2 separate regions of the Rattus norvegicus genome follow, and region 2 is linked to region 1. A link is a contact called in public Hi-C data. All regions are on one chromosome and are shown on one strand. The core of a region is the stretch at or near the end of the contact, and the rest is flanking DNA. Distances in the headings are between cores, read along the strand shown. Region 1 overlaps Uvrag (UV radiation resistance associated). Region 2 overlaps Mogat2 (monoacylglycerol O-acyltransferase 2).

Region 1 (2,887 bases), core at 288-2,787:
GGAGAGATGGCTCAGCAGTTAAGAACACTGGCTGCTCCTCTAGAGATCATGAGTTCAACTCCCAGCAACCACATGGTGCCTCACAACCATCTGTAATGAGATCTGATGCCCTCTTCTGGTGTGTCTGAAGACAGCAACAGTGTACTCATATAAATAAAAATTAATAAAAATTTTTTAAATAGACAAAAACACTTAAAAAAAGGTAATAGTTGTTTTGGGGCCAGTGAGATCACTCCTGGCTACAGTTGCTAACGTTTTGATGAGCATAATTTTAGTCTTCTTTCTCTAGGTACATATTTTTCTAAAGTTCCAGACCCATCTAATCTTGAAACTGATTTTTGAAATATTTTGTCTGAGAAGAAGAAGAAAACTTCTTGCTTGATTTATGATGGTCATTACACATTGGTGATTACAGAACCATTATGCTGTTTCTGTGTTTGGTTCAGTAAGCAACCAGGTAAACGGGAAGTGTGTGGTTCATGGAAGGAGGGAGATGGAGTCCGGTGCTCACAGGGCTTGTCTGCTGATGGATCCACTGACTGAAGCCCATGTTTTCACCCTTTTGTAACCTTCACTTTCTTAATTTCATTTCAAAAGCAGGGCCTTTTAAAAAAATATTACAATTCTTTCTGATAAAAGAAATAAATCTGGGTGTTCATTTCATAGTTCTTATTTTAGATCTCAGTTCTTCTTCCTTGCCCACCCTACCCTCCATGTGTTCTCTGAGACAGGGTCTCAATATGAAGCACATATGAACTTATGATCTTCCTGCCTTTGCTCCCCTCCCACAGAGCTAGGATTACAGGTCTGTGCCACCGGTCTCACTACTCTTTAATCTGCTTTTTTTTTTTTTAAAGATTTTTTTATTTATTATATATGAGTACACTGTAGCTGTCTTCAGACACACCAGAAGAGGGCATCGGATCTCATTACGGATGGTTGTGAGCCACCATGTGGTTGCTGGGATTTGAACTCAGGACCTCTGAAAGAGCAGTCAGTACTCTTAACCACTGAGCCATCTCTCCAGTCCCTTTAATCTGCTTTTTAAAAAAGATTTATTTTTACTTTATGTGTATGGGTGTTGGACTGTTGTATGTCTGTACACTGTGTGTATTGTGTTCATGGAGGGCAGAAGGAGGTTGAATCTCTGGGACTAGAGCTATAGTCGCTTATGTGGGTTGTGGTAATGGAATCTTGGTCCTCTGGAAGCAGCTGGTTTCTTAAGCATGAGCCCTCTCTAGTCCCTGTTCTTTAATCCTTCTAAGTTGTAGTCTTCAGGCCTTGCAGGTGAGGTCATGTGTCTGGGGCACACTGACTGCAGCATGGGGCAATTGACCTCAAAAAGAATAGGAAGTAAAAGTTAATCCGACATCATAATTTTAAAGCATTTGTAGAGTTTTTAAATTTATTTTTTAAACTAAATCAGAGCATATGTGGTTTGCCACTGTCCTCTCCCTGCACAAACACCCCCACACCACACCACCCCTGCACCACCCCCCTCCAGTCCTTCCAAGGTAAGCAGTATTGTGACAACCACTCTTGGCTCCAGTAGTCTCACACAGTGATTGTGAGGCTTTTGACTAGATGGACTTTCTCCTCTGTCACTCACTGAGATCTGCTTTCTTTGTTGCCCCTTTGTTTAGACAGAACTGCCTGCCTGTCGTTGTGGAAATGGGCGGGTTACAGCTGTCATGTTCTGGCCTCTGGAATAAGATCAACTAATAGTGTGTTTTCCTCCTTTCTTAGATCCATGCCCGCAACCAGAATGAAATCATTTTTGGGCTGAACGATGGCTACTACGGTGCTCCATTTGAACACAAGGTAAGAGGCGTCTCTGGATGGTCTGAGTTTTGGTAAATGCAGGTGCTTTGCACCTGGGAAACCAGACTCTTGAGAAGAGCTGAGTAAAGAGAAGCATGTTTTAAGTGTCACTGTGAGCCCAGTGTTCGGGGTGGCTTGGACAAATGCCTTCTGTGTTGAGAGCATGTTTCACAGGACACACAAGCACTCTGAGAAGTCGGTTCTAAACCCTGATTATATTCCTCAAAGGGAAACCTGAGCTAGCTACTTTCTACACAATTATTAGGGGATTAAGAGAGTAGTGAGCTGGGTGTGGTGGCTTAATCTTGCAATCCTAGCCACTTCCTAGCCACTTAAAGGTCAGATCCTGCCGAGGTTCAGAGTTCAAGGCCAGCCTAGGAAGCCTTGGTAGGCCCTGTCTGAAGATGAAACAGGCCGGGGATGTTGCTCAGCAGTGGGGGCTTTACCACCATGCTGGAAGCCCAGGTCCCACTCTCCAGTCCTGCCCTCCCCCAGAACAAACAAGGTGACTTTTGTCTAAATGGAAGAGTTTAATGGACGTGTTCAGTCATGTTTATCATCTCAGCAAGCCTAAGAAACCCAAGTAGCAGATATATTGCACAGCCATTAATCCCAGCCAGTGGGAAGCAGGGGCAGGTGCATCCTTGGGAGCTTGAGGCACACAGTGAGATCCTGCCTCAAAAGAGAGAAAGAAGGAAACTGAAATTGAAGCTCTTTTGTAGCCATTGCTGTCTCTGCATCCAAAAGTGAGGAGAGGAAGGCGAGGCAGAGCCCATTGTTAGCAAGGGCCTTCTGTGAGCATCCCTATGGCAGGGGCTGACTCGGCATCTTCATCCTGGTTAGCACTTGCCACAAACCACCGTGCTGGTCTTCTTGGCATCTCATGATCGGGAGGATGAACTCCATAGGGTCTAAAGTGGCTGAGCTGAGGTGTTGGGTATGTGCCAGAGTCTGCTCTCCCTACTCTGATGAGTTTTACCAAAACAAAACAAAATCAACCAACCAAACCAAAACTCCCTTCTCCTGCAAAGTCTTCATGTTGCTTCTGCTCAGAAACCCTGTTGTT
Region 2 (2,887 bases), core at 135-2,634, 150 kb before region 1:
TGTTCAATGGGAGGGAGCCTGGACCAGCTTGGGTGACTCAGATGCATGAGTGCTCACTTCCACTCCTCAGATTTGTTTATTCTTCAGGGGTTCCTCCCAAGATCTCCACAGCACAGCACAGCACAGCACAGCACAGCACAGCACAGCACAGCTCAGCACAGCACAGCACAGCACAGCACAGCACAGCTCAGCACAGCACAGCTCAGCACAGCACAGCACAGCACAGCACAGCACAGCACAGCTCAGCACAGCACAGCACAGCACAGCTCAGCACAGCACAGCACAGCACAGCACAGCACAGCACAGCACAGCTCAGACAGCTCAGCTCAGCACAGCACAGCTCAGCACAGCACAGCACAGCACAGCACAGCACAGCACAGCACAGCACAGCACAGCACAGCACAGCACAGCTCAGCACAGCACAGCACAGCACAGCACAGCACAGCACAGCACAGCACAGCACAGCTCAGCACAGCACAGCACAGCACAGCACAGCACAGCTCAGACAGCTCAGCACAGCACAGCTCAGCACAGCACAGCTCAGCACAGCACAGCACAGCACAGCACAGCACAGCACAGCTCAGCACAGCACAGCTCAGCACAGCACAGCACAGCACAGCTCAGACAGCTCAGCTCAGCACAGCACAGCACAGCTCAGACAGCTCAGCTCAGCACAGCACAGCACAGCACAGCACAGCATAGCACAGCACAGCACAGCACAGCACAGCACAAGCATAGCTTGTTGGAACCCAAGAGCATGTCTAGGGCAGAGTCCCAAGTCCTCACTCCAGGGCCTCTGAACTGTGATTCTGACTCCCCTCCCCTGCCTCACCTCTCTCTAGGCCCTGTGTTGGGGAGGTCTGGGTTCTCCGGGACAGTGTGCAATCTGTGATCTGGGAACCTGTAAGAGGCATCAAAGGAAGCCTGGTTAGTTCTGGGCTCTGCTGAGTTTTGCAGATCCTGGCGCTGGCTTCTCTTTCTCTTTGTGAGGTATAGTCCTGAGCAAAACAGAGAAAAGACCTTTTTGTAAAGGGGACAGCACAGGCAGAGGCCAGTTGCTCGTCCAGAGGCCTCCTGAGCCGGAAATGGTTGTTCAGTGTGACCACAGTAAAATTTAGCCTGAGTAGTGACTGAAGAGAAGGTTCAGGTTAGTGGGGCTTCCTGGAGGCCTCCAGAAGTGACACTTTCCAGATCTGGGTAACCAAGGGCTCTAGAGGGCATCTGCCTCTGCCCACTTGGCTTTCTGGCAGCAGGGCTGACAGGGGATGTTCACCATCTTCCTGATCCTTCCACAGTCGGGGGCTGTCTGTTTTTTGCCTACCTCAGGCTCTGTGCAGAAGCACCCGCCTGGGGCAGGCAATACTGGTGATGGCCAGCAGAGGGTGAGATGCTGGTCTCATGTTGGTTTCTTGGGATGTGCCTGGTCTAAGATCGGAGTGACCAGGAGTGGGCTGTAGCTTGCAGACTATCTTTTCCGCCGACCTCGCAGGGTACTGTGTCGTCTCTCCCTTCTAGGCTCTTTTCTTTTCCAGCTCTGCTGCACCCCACCCCACCCCCCAAGCCTTTGCACTCCCCATCCAACAAAGTGTTCTTCTGATGGCTTTCACGTTTTGCTTGTTACCATGATTTTGCAAACTAGCTCCCAGGGGTGAAAATATCAAACAAAATCAGAACACTGCACCTTTACTGATTCTCTAAGACCTAGCGGTGGGGTGTCAGGCAGTTCTCGGAGAGGGAGCAGTCCTCACCACATGTGAAAGGTGGGCCCAGGAGCTGGGTGTCCCTGTGGAGATTTCATCACCCAGAATAAACACTGTCTACACAGGCCAAGATCTTAGGCAGGACCAAGTTCTGTGGCCAGGACCCTGACCTGGGGTCAGGAATTCCTGGACACGTCACACAGATCATTGTCTGAGTCAGCTTGGAGGGATGTGGACCACCTCTCACCCCACTGCTGTCCCTCCCAGCCAGTAGCTTCCAGCAGCCTTTCTCAATCCCTAATGACAACCGTGGCTAGATAAGCCCTCGTTTCTGACTGTTCTCACCCTGGCAACTACCTACTATGTGCCAGCCCCGTTGCCTTCAGCTGTGACAACCAAATGTCCATAGACAGGGGTAGGAGATGGCAAATGTGCTCCCCTTAGTGAGGACCACTGCTCCAGAACCTGTGTTCTGGGTCCTAAACTCCCCCCTCTGACTCATTCCTCCTTCCCTCTACCATAAGTGCAACCATGAGCCTTTCTTTTTCTGCACTCCACTTGCTCCACAGTGCACCCTTCTTTGGGACAAAACTCACTTTTGCAATGGCCTGCAAGCTCCTGCAACCTAAGCCCTTACCCATCCCCTCTTTTCTCTCTAGCCATCCCAGTTCCCCAGGTCACCAGTGCAGGGGGCCTGACTGGAGCACACCCCCACTTCATTAACTCCCACAGCCATTCACACAGCATCTGGGAGGGCTTTGCGTTTGGAGCTAGGGTGCCCAGGCTTAGCCCAGCTCCGCTCCCTCAGTAGCTGTGTGAGCCAAAGAAGGGCCATGCGTCTCAGTTTCCTCCTCTGTACAACGGGGCACGAATACCAACATTGCTCTCCGGGGTGACAGTGAAGGACAAAGTGGGTAGGTGTGTGTACCATACCTGGCACAAAGTCAGTGCTGGGAATGTTTGTCCAATCCAACACTCTTTTCAGCTCCCAGGGCCTCGTGTGGGCATAATGTCTTCAACTCTGTAATGGTCTCAGGGGTAAAACTTAAAATATTTTTTGGGCCATAAGAAATACACCCTCGGTGAGAATTGTGGGTTGTATGTTGATTTCAAGATGGTAATGGGAGAATAGAAATGAGGGACAGATCCGTAAATGGCCGAGAACCCCAGTCAAACGACCTCATGGA

The links. Hi-C and Micro-C count contacts between places; a contact is called where the count stands out from the background.
Region 2: a contact with region 1 is called in a Hi-C map of liver, with 6 times the contacts expected there. The contact joins two enhancer-like sites. A contact is called at or near these places in 6 of 12 Hi-C or Micro-C datasets (the A7r5 cell line, hepatocytes, kidney and 2 more).

The regions. Positions count from the first base shown.
Region 1 is chr1:162,796,536-162,799,422 of GRCr8, reverse strand. Uvrag (UV radiation resistance associated) reads left to right here. Exons shown (of 15, transcript NM_001401542.1): 5 at 1,747-1,821. Among named protein-coding and RNA genes, the nearest start is that of Uvrag, 56 kb to the left of the region's middle. Within about 2 kb of position 1,537, at least 4 of the 93 cell types and tissues checked have an H3K27ac peak or open chromatin away from gene starts, as enhancers often do. A contact at or near this core is called in liver, where this site is marked.
Region 2 is chr1:162,943,733-162,946,619 of GRCr8, reverse strand. All of the region lies in intron 2 of Mogat2 (monoacylglycerol O-acyltransferase 2), which reads left to right. LOC120099888 (a long non-coding RNA gene) reads right to left here. Exons shown (of 6, transcript XR_010060689.1): 3 at 2,634-2,721; 4 at 833-901. Among named protein-coding and RNA genes, the nearest start is that of Mogat2, 13 kb to the left of the region's middle. Within about 2 kb of position 1,384, at least 5 of the 93 cell types and tissues checked have an H3K27ac peak or open chromatin away from gene starts, as enhancers often do. A contact at or near this core is called in liver, where this site is marked.